Linked DNA regions of Sus scrofa: all the other regions are linked to region 3. The links are chromatin contacts, called in public HiChIP or PLAC-seq maps. All regions are on one chromosome and are shown on one strand. Each heading gives the region's core, a stretch centred on a gene start, on an enhancer-like site or on the middle of the called end of the contact. The rest is flanking DNA. Distances are from core to core; before and after follow the strand shown.

Region 1 (4,574 bases), core at 1,381-3,880, 520 kb after region 3:
TGCTGCTAAGCCACCTTCCAAAGGGGCTGCACCACGTTTCCACCCCATCCGGTAAGTTTGCTGTGCTCCACATCTTTGCCAACACTTGGTATTGTCCGTTACCATTTTCATTTCAGAGATGCTAGTAAGCATGTGGTAATATCTCATTATGGGTTAAATTTGCCTTATCCTACTGGCTCTAGAGGGGAACATCTTTTTTCATGTGCTTATTTGCTCTTTTTCTATCTTTTTGGTGAAACATCTATTCATGTCCTTTCCTTTTTTTTTTTCATTGGGTTGTTTGATTCCTTATTGTTGAGCTTAAGAGTCCTTTGTCCTCGTTACAAGTCTGTTAGATATGTAACTGGAAAATATCTTCTCCTCGTCAGTGCTTGGAGACTGACTTTTATTCTCTTGATAGTGGAGAGTGATTTGCCAGCGCAAAGTTTTACATTTTTTTCATTACCGAAAAATTAAAGTATAGTCGATTTACAATGTTGTGCCAGTTTCTCCTGTTCAGCAAAGTGACCCAGTCATATATATATATGTATAGATTATAACCAAATATATTTACATATTATTATTACATGTAGTCATAAATATATATATGTATATATATACATTTACTTTGCTCATATGATCTTCCATCATTTTCCGAACTCGTGGGAAAATTTTTAATTTTAATAAAGGCCAATTATTCTGCTTCATGGATTGTGGGTATGTGGTCATTTCCAACACTTGGCCCAACCCCAGCTCATGAACATCTTCTGCTGTCTTGAAAACTTTTACGGTTTTCGGATGAATGCACTGGCTTTTGATGAACAAAGGAAATGAGGTCCTTGACAACAGTTTCCTTCTTTGTGTTGTAGTTAGTTTGTTCCTCTTGAACCTGGGGAGACACCGGAGCCTTTTACACAGAACCGCACGCCTGGGAAGGGCTCCCTGGTCACAGACAGGACTGTAGTCTGTTGTCTGCAATGAAGTTTTTTTAAAAAGTCAGATAAACAGGTGTTTTCGTGTGTCAGACTCACAGGTGTGTTACTTGTGACCTGAACTGGGCTATTACGTACCACGCTGTGTGTGGCCTCTGCTACCTACCCAGCGTCTGAAGAAATATGAATCCTGAAATACATTTACGCATAAGGGCTTCGGGAGGAGGGAGGATTGCTATCTGAAATTTCAATGTTTCTCGTTGTGGCTTCAGGAAACCTCTTCCTCAGGCCTCTCCTACTCTTTTCGAAAGTCCTTGCTACCGTGCCTGAGGGTGGGAGGTGGGGACATCGCCCACAGAGCTTCATTCCCCCGGAGTGATGCGTCTTCTCTTGTAACACAGGAGGATTTATGACACCTTTTCCCATCTTCTTTGTGGTAGTAAATAAAAAATGGAACTCCTGCCATGGGGCAAAAGGATCGGTGGTGTCTTAGGAGCACTGAGATGCAGGTTCGATCCCCAGCCCCGCACAGTGGGCTAGGAGCTGGTGTGGCTGCAGCGGTGGTGGTGGAGGTGGCAGCTGCAGCTCAGCTCCGATACCTGGCCTGGGGCGGCCAAAAAAGGGAAAATGGAGCAGTCGGCCTCTGACTATCAGAGAAGGCCTTTATTTCCGAGTTACGGCGTGTACGGGTACGTGTGTGTGATTTAGAAACAGGATGGTGGACCCAGGGCGGGATGCTGTGTGTCCATGAGGGCCCCCCTGAAACACGTGTGATGCGACTTGAAACTGCCTGGCACACAGCAAAAGCCTGATAAAGTTGGACCAAGGCCATCCTGACCACACAGCTTGTCATTTCAGGAGCAGCAGTGCCTGGGATTTTCTCTGAGGAAGTCAGCTGAGAAATCAGCAGATGCAGGAGAAATCAGAGACCCCCCCAGCCCTTCCCTGTGTCACGTAACAGACTCCCTGGTCCAACCTGAAGACGCACTGCGTCTTTCCTCCTCCCTTCCTCCTACAAAGATGACAATGAGGGCCCATGATTTGATCCCATCCTCTGTCTGAAATCAAGTACATGCCGAGGAAATTCAGGGACTACTCTCAGTAGGCTTCTAGAAGCTTATCTCCAGACTTAAAAATTAAAGAGAACAAAACTAGGAGCTAGGAGCAACCAGAAAGAGGGATTGGCTTTCCGTGTCTTTCAGTTACGTGTTTTTCTCTTGGGGGGATTCGATTTGGAGAAAAACACTTGGATGGAGGCAGGATCAGCTCAGGGGCAGGGCCATATTTAGAAGCTCGACATGCTTGTTTTTTTGTGTGTGTTTTTTTGTGGTGCCAAAGGAATCGACACTTCGTTTTTATTCCCCCAAAGAAAACAGAAGCTCATTATCCTGACAGAGGAAGTCCAGAACTTTTTAGGTGGAGATTAAACTTTACTCTCAAACACTGAGGCTCCTGTTCAGCTTCTTGGTTGAGCGATTTTAGTAGCTTTTAAAAATGGTTAGCATGCTCCGTTGCTCAGCTTTCTAAATAATTTAGAGAACTTGTGACCCGGAGCTTTCATGGAGCTGATGTAACTGTTCTGGAAATCTCTTGACTTGAACTTGAGACTCACTTTCCTACAGCTGCAGTATGTCCACGGTCAACAGCAGTCTGTACCCAGAAAGAGGAGGGGAAATGGGGGTGGGAGGTGGAGGGGGAGCCGTCCTCAAAGAATTCTGTCCTGGCCTGCAGTTCTACACATTCACCACCAGGTGTCTGTCTTCACACGAGCAGTCTTGCTGGGGTGAGGCACCACTTGACTGCCAGATTGTTTTTAAAACTAAAGCAATTTTCTAGATGTTGCTGCAAGTGGGTATAAATGTGCACATATAAAATGAAGTCTCAGAGCCAAAGGAATAATTTTCAGTCCCTCATCTAAGTAGGAGTAATCATTCTCTCCTTGTGTTTATCTTCTGATGTCTGGGAGAACAAATTAAGGCAGTTCAGTGGCCAATGATTTGGAAAATGGTGAAAAAAAAAAAAAAAAAAAAAAAAAGACTTGTCCTCTTCCAAAACCTCGTCTGGTGTTTGTAAAATTCAATGTTCTTAGTGTGCAAACAGGTTTATGCTCCCAGAAATCTTTCTTTTGTAAAAATAGACAAATTCTCTTCTCAGCTGGCTTCCTATTCTGGAGTGGGGCGTGATGGTTCAGTTTCTGCCTTAGCAGCATTTCAATTTCAACCCTTGGCTCTGAGATGGTTGAAAAATATCTCTCTTTTGAAGTGTAAAAATGAGATTTTATTTCTTTCTGCCCAGAATTGAGAGCGATAACTACCTAGTTACCTGATCTGGTAACTCTAGTGGGGTTGGGAAGGCATACATGATGCCCACGAGTCCATGCTCGGGAGGAAGTACTGCTCTTGCTGTCCCCTGATTGAGCAGGTTCATGGCTATCTCTTTAGGTACTTAGTTAGTCTGTTACACAGAAGATAATTACCATCAGAAATCCTCCCTCTTCACTCTTGCTGGACAAAACACGGATGTTTCTGAGAGCCCTAGATGTCCTTGTCTCTGCTTTAGTGAAATTACACATCCATGAGAGTAAAACAGTCAGCTAGTCCAGGAGAGGTACTTTATGGGAAAGAACTGTGCTATCTTAATATAGCCGCTTCAGTGGGGTGTTGGGAGGGAACGGAGATAAACATACTGTATATCAAAGCACAGTGCTGAATCCAAAACTTCCTTTTCTGTCATTGCTGTTCATTTTTGCTTGGTTTTATTATTTTTGATATCTTTGGGACATTCAAATTAGTTTCTCAAGTGACTAGACACATAAAGGTATTTGGAACAGGAGCAAAACAAGCCCTCAGCCCTCACCAATGCTGGTGGTCTGTCATTTCTAGACCCTCAAATATTTTTAGATATATTGATTACAGCTCTGTTTCCTTCCAACTTTTGTGTTTAATAACACAATTACCTATGCCATTTGTTACTAATATGACCAATGTTTATTTACTGCCTACTGTGAACTTCATGCTGAGGATAAAATAACAGTCCACTCTGGAGTTCCTGTTGTGGCTCAGTGGGTTAAGAACCTGACTAGTATCCATGAGGATGCAGGTTCGATCCCTGGCCTTGCTCCCTGGGTTAAAGATCTGGTGTTGCTGCACATTGAAGCGTGGGTCATAGGTGTGGCTCTGCTCCAGTGTTGCTGTGGCTGTGGTGTAGGCTGGCAACTGCATCTCTGATTTAATCTCTAGCCAGAAACTTCCAAATGCCTTGAGTGCGGCCCTAAGAAAAAGAAAAAAAAAGAAACAATTCACTCAAATAATGACTATACCAGTGAATACAGTGAATGGAACTGTGCAATTTACTTCTGAAATACACTTCCAGACCTATAGAATAAAGTGGAAATCTTTAATGCTGCCGATATTTGTGGTATATAAAACAGATTTCTGTGTTTGGGTCACATAATACTCTTTTATTATTCAGTTGCTATGTTTAGAGAGCATTGTTATTCAAATATGTGAACTACTGAGTCATATTACAGTGGAGGAGATTTACCTAAAATCACCATGTAAATCATCTGGCCAATATCACTTAAACTAATGGATGCAAACAGAGAGGCAAGGATTTTTATACCCGTTCTATAAAAGGGAGAATAGAAATTTGCTTTGTAAAATT
Region 2 (4,270 bases), core at 711-3,210, 630 kb after region 3:
ACTTGTGCACACTCTCTCTCCCAGATTTCTGAATGTCTTCCAATAGCTTCTTTTATTATTATTTTTTTAATAGTTATTTCCCCAATACAATTCTTTTTCTACTGTACAGCATGGTGACCCAGTTACACATACATGCACACATTCTTTTTTCTCCCATTGTCATGCTCCATCATAAGTGACAAGACATAGTTCCCAGTGCTACACAGCAGGATCTCACTGCTATTCCATTCCAAAGGCAATAGTTTGTATCTATTAACCCCAAGCTCCCCATTCATGCCAGTCCCTCTCTAATAGCTTCTTGTCTTCAGGGCCTGGCTCCACTGTTACCCTCGGAAAGGCTGTCTGAGTGCGCTTTTTTTTTTTTTTTTTTTTTTTTTTTTTTGTCCTTTTAGGGCTGCTCCTGCGGCATATGGAGGTTCCTAGGCTAGGGGCCTACGCCAGGGCTACAGCAACGCGGGATCCGAACCGTGTCTGCAACTTACACCACAGCTCACAGCAACACCGGATCCTCAACCCACTGAGTGAGGCCAGAGATCGAACCCACAACCTCATGGTTCCTAGTCAGATTCGTTTCTGCTGCGCCACGACGGGCACTCCTGAGTGCCCTATTTAAAGCCCCCCCCCACCCTGTTCCGTGCTCCTGCTCTGGCTCTTTCGTCACACTTACATCTCTTTAAAATTAACTTGTTCATTCACTTACCTTTCTAGTCACTCCCCTCATAGAAACACAAGCTCTGTGACAGCTGGGACCCAATTCATCACTTTCAGCTCTGTATTGCCAGCAACTACACAATGTCTGCCACAGAGTAAATGTTCAGCAGATAGCTGTTGAATGAATTCATGAACCCGTGTGTGTTAGTCTGGGGGCCCTAACAAAATACAGAGGCTGGTGGTTTAGACGAGAAGGAACGAGAGGAAACTTAAGATCGATGTGCTAGCAGGTTTGGTTTCACCTGAGCCTCTCTCCTTGGCTGGAAGATGGTCTGTCTCTGGATGACTTTCACGTGCCCCCCCCCCTCTGTCCTTGGGCATCACTAGGACTTCTCAGTCTGTGTCCCAGTCCTTCTTCTCATAAGGACATCTGTCACATTGGATCAGGACCCCACCTTAATGGCCTCATTCTAACTCACCTCTTCCAATCTTACCTCCAAATACAGTTACATTCTCGTGCGCTGGGGGTTGGGACCTCAGTATGTGAATCTGGGGGTCACAGCAGGAAGCTCATAAGACCATGAAAGGTCTTTCCCTTCTGGTCTTTCATGTGCTTTCAGTGTGGAAGGCAGGGATCCCTCCAAGCTCAAGAAAGCCTTTAACCAATAGCCTGGACCGGCTGGTCATCAAATGTTTCCAAGGACCTAGGCTGAGGGCAATGCGGCCTTTGGTTAGATTCCCATTCACCTGAAGCATGAAGAAGGGGTTTTCTAGAGATGCTTCTGATGCCAACAAGGAGCAGCATCCCCGCCCCAGTCAGTGGTGGTCTCCCAGGCTGGGCTCTGTAGCTCTTTGCTGCTGGGTGGCTCTCTGTGTGCTTGACTGTCTCTGAAATGGGTGGAGTCAGCTCAGTAAGCAATGAGAAGCTGTAAGGGGCACACAGCGAAGGAGCTGCCCTGCCGGTGGCAGGGAGGAGAGGCTGGCAGGATGCCATCAGCTGATCAGCCCACACCGTCTGCAGCTGTCTGGGGTCGGATTTCCAAATCCTCTGCTCTGGCCTGGGCTGCAGGAACTGAGCTGCCAGACCAGGCCTGGTAATTACCCCCGACTCATCCTCGCCTTCTCTGTCTATGTCCTAATTGAGGTTTAATGGCTTTGGTCACAGGAGGGTACTTTTCCTGCCTCTCTAGACTTAGATTCTTTCATCTGTGCATCCAGCCAATTAGTTTAGCATCTGGGATAATTGACGGAAGTCAGGCCTGAACTGAGTGGAATTCCCAGGCCAGACAGGTCTCTGTGGTTGCGGTTGGTGGTGTGGGGGGTGGGTTGCAGTGTACCTGGGATGCAGTTTAGAAGGTGACGACTGAGGTAGAGACGGGCAAGCCGGAGCATCTGAGGCATGTTTGATTGAAGCTGCACTTAATCTTTTTTTTTTTTTTTGGTCTTTTTGCCATTTCTGGGGCTGCTCCTGCGGCACATGGAGGTTCCCAGGCTAGGGGTCTCATCAGAGCTGTAGGCACCGGCCTACGCCAGAGCCACAGCAATGCAGAATCCGAGCTGAGTCTGCGACCTACACCACAGCTCACAGCAACGCCAGATCCTTAACCCACTGAGCAAGGTCAGGGATGGAACCCGCAACCTCATGGTTCCTAGTCGGATTCGTTATCCACTGCGCCACGACGGGAACTCCTGCACTGAATCTTGACTTACACCTTCTGCTTCTGTCTTAAAGGCTTCTTCTACTTGATAAGCAATAGATTCACTACAGCAAATTGGGTATGAGGACTCATTTGTGTCTCCTTCAATTTTATCCTTTTAGCATAATTTATAACTCATTTAGACACAATTCAGAGACCTAATTATCCCACTGAGTGGGGTTTCTTTTTGTGATTCTTTACCGTCATTATTCTGACCTCTTGCCTTTCCCTTTGGCCACTCGCTGCTCAGCTGCCCAGTCCCCAGCCACAGCAAAGGCAGTTCCACTAAACAGCTTGCTCAAAATTCGATGAACGGAACCCAAGACTTGGAGACAGCAAACGCCACATGGAAGACTTGGAGGCAGAGACCATCAGCTCCGAAGTTTTCTTGCCTGCACGGCAGGCAGACCTGTGAAACACTTGACCTCCCAGGACCTCTGGATCCCCTGTGATACATGGAGATGTCTTAGTCACCAGCAAGCACACTACGTTAGGGATTCAGGCCAGCCTGCTGACTCCCTTTATTTGAGTTGGAGTGGATCCACCCCAGAGGCAGGCAGCAGCTTGGGAGATGGATTATTGCTGGGTAAAGTGATACCCGGCAGCCAACTCCTGACGAGACGTCAGTTCTGCCCTAGGCTCTAGAACCCACACTGTGGGTTTAAGCAACCCCTAAAATAGTCCCAGCGAAAGTAAGACGATGATCGGCAATAGAACTTGGCTGTGGGGCAACTGGTTCACTCCGGGAGACGCTAACCTGCAGAAATACTGTTTTAAGAGGGGGAAGGTGTGCTGGCTGGTTGAATCGTTGGGTGATGACCCAGTTCTCGACAGAAAAAGGAAGTCGTGGGTGGGTTTTGGAAAGTCTTTGAATGAGCGGGTCCTCTGCTGATTCATATATTTCACATGTGAGCCCAAAGTGGCCATCCCAGAGGTCATGTTACAGGAAGAAAGTAACAAACATGCATACGTTTCCCTTTTAATATTCAGACATAGATAAATAAAAAACCATAAGGGTCCTATAGTGAATTCATTTTTTTTGGGGGGGGGGGCGCTTCCCAAAGCACATGGAGGTTCCCAGGCTAGGGGTCTCATCGGAGCTATAGCCGCCGGCCTACACCAGACCCACAGCAACGCGGGATCCGAGCCGCATCTGCAACCTACAGCACAGCTCACAGCAACACCGGATCCTTAACCCACTGAGCAAGGCCAGGGATCGAACCTGCAACCTCATGGTTCCTAGTCGGATTCACTAACCACTGCGCCACGATGGGAACTCCATATAGTGAATTCTTGAAAAGATCATTCCAGTCAAGCAACCTGCAAATACTTCCCCATCTGTTCCAGTGCCCTCGGGGTCTACAGAACAAATGAAGAAGGGTAAGACGCCAATGATGTGTTTGTAACATCCTTGAGAAGAAAAGTGTAGTATGATAGAAAAAAATAGCACAAGTTACAGAACCAGTCAGGGTCAATTAAATGTTAAATTTCATAATTTGTGGCAAATGTACTCTAAGGAGTTCAGGATGGAGAGAGAGACGAAGATCACGGCCAACATTTATGAGTGTTTACTCTGTGTCAAGCACTTTGTAAATAACTGGTAGGCATTAATTTACATTATGAACCCTCGCAACTCTCTATAATGTGGAGCCATCAAGATTTCCATTTTACAAATGAGATACCGGTACATAAAGAAATTAAACAACTTGTACCAGGTGCATGCTTAATAAGGGACTTATTCCATTTCTTTCATGAAATAATTCAGTCATACAAAATGATATAAAGAACTATATGCAAAACAGCACATACGTACACATAGCACCTATCTTGAGAGATGTTATCCATAAATGGAGCCCTCTGAACATTCCTCCCTGATCACACTTCTCCTTCCTCTCCCTAGAATTAACCATGCTTCTAAAGAT
Region 3 (4,714 bases), core at 1,382-3,881:
TCCTAACTAAGTCATTTCGCAAGCACACACCTTGCCTGGGTTTACGCCTTCACAGCGCAGAGGCATTTGCCTCAGGACAAGCTGTGTACCTCCTGTCTCATTCATATCTGATGCAGATGATATTTAGCTGAGGCTTTCAGAGTTGATGTTGCAATGAGATAAGACTTTGGGGGCCATTGGGACAGAATGAATACATTTTGCCTGTGAAATGGGCATACATTTTGGGAAGCCAGGGGTACAACGTTAGAGGCTAAATTGTGCTCCCCCCGCCCCATATTCATCTGTGGAACCTGTAACTCCTAATGTGATGGTTTTTAGACTTGAGCCTCTGGGATGTGATTAGGGTGAGAAGAAGTCATGAAGGCAGGACCCTAATGAGTAGTGGCTTGTTAAGACGAGAACGAGAGAAAGATCGTTCCTTCTCTGCCATGTGAGGACAGAGTGAGAGGGCGGCTGTCTGTGAACCAGGAAGGGAGCCCTAAGCCGAAGCTGCCCCTGCTGGCACTTGGAGCTTGGACTTGCAGCCTCCAGAGTATGAGAAATACATTTCTGTGGCTTAAGGCCCCCAGTCTGTGATGTTTTGCTACAGCAAAACATACCCAGGTCCCTTACTTTTGTTTTTCCTGTCAGGCTCTCTTCTTCCATTTGGAGTCGAGGCCGGGAGTGTGTGTCACATGCGTGGGATCATGCTAGGACCTACCTGGTAGGGTATTTGGCAGGATGCAAAGAGAAGTTAGATTTATTCACTCCAATCCTTATTCGGGACTGCCAGGGCCGTTCAAAACCATGAGACACCACTCCTGGCCCAGGCTTGGTCGTGTCCCCCTGCAGAAGAATTTCAACACACGTGGCTTCAAAAAAAAGTAAAACCCATCTATGCAGCCCCTCCTTGCCAGGCGCCCCAAACAGCAATTGTGAAATGCTAATAGTTCCTTACTATGAGCTCATGTTTATGAAGCGAACAAGTCTATGGGTTCAGAACAGAAGTGTAAATGAATTTTTAAAGTCTGCTAATCTGTTGAGCATTTAGGGTCATAAATAAGTGTATTCATTGGAATCGCACATACGTTTCGTCTGCTATTGAAGCAGTTAGCCAGCACCATGGCATGCTGTTCGGAAGGCAGGACTGCAGCAGAGACTGCAGGTGCTGGAGCCGACTGCTGACAAGGCAGCGGTTCCAAATTGGATTTTAAATACCCACCTGCCATTTCGTACGTACATTCTAGGACACTCGCACACATTTGAAGAAGCGTTGAATTAATTGCTGCTTTTCAGGAAGCTGCAGCAATTGCAACTTCTTTTCTTCTTTTGTAACTGGCTTCTGATGTCCAGGCCTGCAGATGCCGCAGGATTTTGCTTAACACAGCGAGGAAGTGTTGATTCAGGCCTGGACACTGAGCGGGAGATGAAGATTTCTTCCTGGAAGAACTCCCTTTGCGGGAAGCTTGTTAGAGACGAGCTCTCTGATGGTGTGTGTGTGTGTGTGTGTGTGTGTCTAAGTTTTCAAATTGGGAAAATGAGAATGAAGTTACAGACTGGAGACAGGCCACCTTTTTCAAAAGGCAGCTTTCCTCGAGCTTCAAAAGTGCACTCAGGCCTTCGTGGAGCCCACAAAACCTGTCCTTGGTCTCCTTCTTCTCTGTGGCCTTTTACCCCCTTACCGTGTGATGACTCCTCATTCTCTTGCTTCTTCTCGCTCCCTCTAATCCTCTGTCCTGACCCCCGACTGCCTTTGAGAACCAACAGACCTGCAGGCGACTTTTCTCTCTCTAGTCAAAACTTGGAGTTCCCGGCCTGGCTCAGCTGTAATGAACCTGACTGGCATCCATGAGGACGCGGGTTCGATCCCTGGCCTCGCTCAGTGGGTTAAGGATCTGGTGTTGCCATGAGCTGTGGTGTAGGTCGCAGACAAGGCTTGGATCCCGAGTTGCTGTGGCTGTGGTATAGGCCGGCGTCTACAGCTCTGATTCGACCCCTAGCCTGGGAACCTCCATATACAGCGAGTGCGGCCCTCAAAAGACAAACAAAGCAAAACAAAACAAACAGAAAAAACCTCGCTCGCCCTTGGTGTGGGTTTTGAGCTGGCCAATGCTCTTCCTCCCCCAGGAGTCACTGTTGAAGCGTGGTCTCTGACGGTTGACTCACGGGCTATTATGGGTTGGATTGTGTTCCCCCTGAAATTCACGTTGGAATCCTAACCACTAATACCTCAGAATGTGACCTTATTTGGAAATAGGTTTGTTGCAGACATACTTAGTTATGTTGGTGTCATAATACCGGAGTGGGGCGGCCCTCGTTTAACAGGGCCTTTGTCCTTGTAAAGGGGAATTGCACCCACGGATGCACACGGAGGGGGGATGCAATGTGAAGGCGAAGCCAGAGGTCAGGCCGATGCCCCTTCAAGCCAAGGACGGCCAGAGGCTGCCTGCAAACCGGCAGAGGCTGGACCAGGCCTGCGATAGGCTGGGATTTTCCGTCACAGCAGAAGGGACCAGCCCTGCTGACGTGCTGATCTCAGACTTCAGCCTCCAGAACCATGAGGCAGGAAAATCCTGCTGCTCTAAGCCGCCCAGTCTGTGGGTCTTTGCCGCGGCAGCCGCAGCAAAGGAGGACAGGTGCTGCCTTCCATCAAAGCCATCTCAAGCAGCGGCGCGGTGGTGGGACAGGCTTCTGGAGGAGGGCAGGCAGGGCCCTGACTCGGAGCAGGAAGGCTTGTCATCTACTTAGATGCTTCTCCCGGTGCCACCCTACCCAAGCCGGACCCTGCGAGCCTCCCGGGGGGGACCCCACTCATGGCTCCACCTGCCTTTTTATACATAGAAAACCGCTAATCAAAAATGAGTTTAATCAGAGAAGTGAGAAGTACAGAGAAAAAGGAAAACAGCCAAGCAAGACAGGGCAATAAGAGCTTAGCCCTTCAACACCGTCGAGCACCTTCAGTTCTTCAAAGACTATAGATAATATTCTGAGCAATGTCCTTGAAGCCGTTTGACAGGTGCCGAAGCCCCGGCAGGTGGAAGAAGTCAGCAGGTGCTGCCCGCAGCACGTCGGCCCCAGAAGGCTGATGATGCGGAGCCCCAGGGACCTCGCCACCCACCAGTGGGGAAGATGTGATAGCTGCTGTAGCAAAGCTGCATCTCTTGTTGCACATCTCCTAACACCCCGGCTCCTTCAACACTAAGACTCCTCACTAGCCCCTCTAAAAGAAGGACACAGTCTTCGAGGCACTAGCCCGCTGTGTCCCCTCTTTGCCTGGCAATTAAAGCTACTTTTTCTGTTTCTTCCAGCTCTGCCTCTGGGTTTCTATTTGGCGTCATCCGTGTGCAGAGGCGGCTGAGATTTCGGCAACACAACAGCCTGGCCTTGACTGCAGCTCCATCCCCAGCTCGGTTAGTACCATCTTGTACTGTTCCTTGAACCAGGTGGAGATTCGCCATCTGTCTCTGGTGGCCCCTGGGTGACCTGCTGACCAGGGGCTGAGGATCGTCAAATAGTCATTACCTGTGGCTTCGGAAATGTCATTTCCTGTATTAGCATAGATGAGACACAGTCCTGTTGGTTCCTAGACGGCACGAGGCCATTTATAGTCATAAAATACAGTCTTAGAGATACTCTGTGGGCCCTGGCGCAAAATGAAAATGTGGAGGCAGGTGGGGTGGCAGAGGCAGTTTCCCCTCCTCTAATGCCAGCGGCCCCACCTGTGCCTGGATTGCTTGCTACCTGGATTGAAGCTCACCCGCCCGTCCCCCAAGTTGCCATTCAAATGTGCAGTGGTGCTGCCAGCCAGGTGCAGGGTGACCCTGTTCCAAGATTCTACAGCGTGGACATCTTACCCCTGGTCCTCCTCCTGCTGGGGGCAGAGGATGACAGCAGAATGCAAGCCTCTCCCTCCAGGGTTCCTTGGTTTCTACCCCAGATGGTGGATACAGTGCTTTGAGATGGCATCACAAGGGACCAAAGAACCAGGGCAGAGAGAGCAGCCAGCCGAGAGGCGAAAAGTGGGGAGATGGTGGAGGTAGGATTGCCTATGAGAAGAGTGCCACGTCCCCTGCTCCATTGTCCCAGGGACCTCACTTATGAAGCACACATTCAAAGATACAATTATTGGGGATTTCAGGATGGCAAGTCCAAGTGCGTGCCCCTTCTGAGGGTGGGGCTGTGCATGACTGCACTGGGCAGCCCCGTTACAGGCGCACTGGAGTGGATGGACTTTTGCTCAAAAGGTTTTAGAAATACTGTTGTGTCACGTGCTGTGTCCTAGCTGGAGGATGAATTTTCTGGGCAGAAAGAACAAATAAGAGACCCCATGGGTGACCATCCACCCTCGTAGGCTGGGCTCCAGACTAGAGCCTGGGCTTAAAGGACGAGCGAGATGGTCTAATCCAACCCCTTCCTTAACATGGGAGGGTATGAAAACTTGCAAAGAGACCCAGGGGCAGGCAGCTGGTTCTGGTCAGATCTAGGGCAGAACCTATGTGATTTTGCTATTAAATAGGTTTGAGACGAGCTTGAAGAAACTCTGGAGGGTGATGGCTATGTTTCTCTCTTTTTTTCACTTTTTAAAGTTGTATTGAAGTCGAGCTGGCTTACAGTGTTGCGACAATTTCTGCTGTGCAGCAAAGGGATGGAGTTCTGCATGGACACAGCTCCGTTCTCTTTCCGGTTCTTTCCCCACGGGGACCATCGCGGAACACTGGGTAGAGTTCCCTGTGCT

What was found. HiChIP or PLAC-seq counts read pairs in DNA pulled down with a chosen protein or histone mark.
Region 1: an H3K27ac HiChIP or PLAC-seq map of skeletal muscle shows a contact between it and region 3, with 6 times the contacts expected there. The contact joins two enhancer-like sites. A contact is called at or near these places in 2 of 47 Hi-C or Micro-C datasets (embryonic fibroblasts and epiblast stem cells) and 1 of 2 datasets of contacts at active chromatin or transcription factors (skeletal muscle).
Region 2: an H3K27ac HiChIP or PLAC-seq map of skeletal muscle shows a contact between it and region 3, with 2.6 times the contacts expected there. The contact joins two enhancer-like sites. A contact is called at or near these places in 2 of 47 Hi-C or Micro-C datasets (embryonic fibroblasts and epiblast stem cells) and 1 of 2 datasets of contacts at active chromatin or transcription factors (skeletal muscle).

The regions. Positions count from the first base shown.
Region 1 is chr10:10,714,162-10,718,735 of Sscrofa11.1, reverse strand. All of the region lies in intron 1 of LOC110255633 (a long non-coding RNA gene), which reads right to left. Among named protein-coding and RNA genes, the nearest start is that of DUSP10, 190 kb to the left of the region's middle. Within about 2 kb of position 2,630, at least 24 of the 83 cell types and tissues checked have an H3K27ac peak or open chromatin away from gene starts, as enhancers often do. A contact at or near this core is called in skeletal muscle, where this site is marked.
Region 2 is chr10:10,598,236-10,602,505 of Sscrofa11.1, reverse strand. LOC110255632 (a long non-coding RNA gene) reads left to right here. Exons shown (of 2, transcript XR_002336202.1): 2 at 2,599-3,370. Among named protein-coding and RNA genes, the nearest start is that of DUSP10, 310 kb to the left of the region's middle. Within about 2 kb of position 1,960, at least 2 of the 83 cell types and tissues checked have an H3K27ac peak or open chromatin away from gene starts, as enhancers often do. A contact at or near this core is called in skeletal muscle, where this site is marked.
Region 3 is chr10:11,232,673-11,237,386 of Sscrofa11.1, reverse strand. LOC110255736 reads left to right here. Exons shown (of 7, transcript XM_021065090.1): 4 at 3,288-3,389. Among named protein-coding and RNA genes, the nearest start is that of TRNAT-UGU, 78 kb to the left of the region's middle. Within about 2 kb of position 2,631, at least 4 of the 83 cell types and tissues checked have an H3K27ac peak or open chromatin away from gene starts, as enhancers often do. A contact at or near this core is called in skeletal muscle, where this site is marked.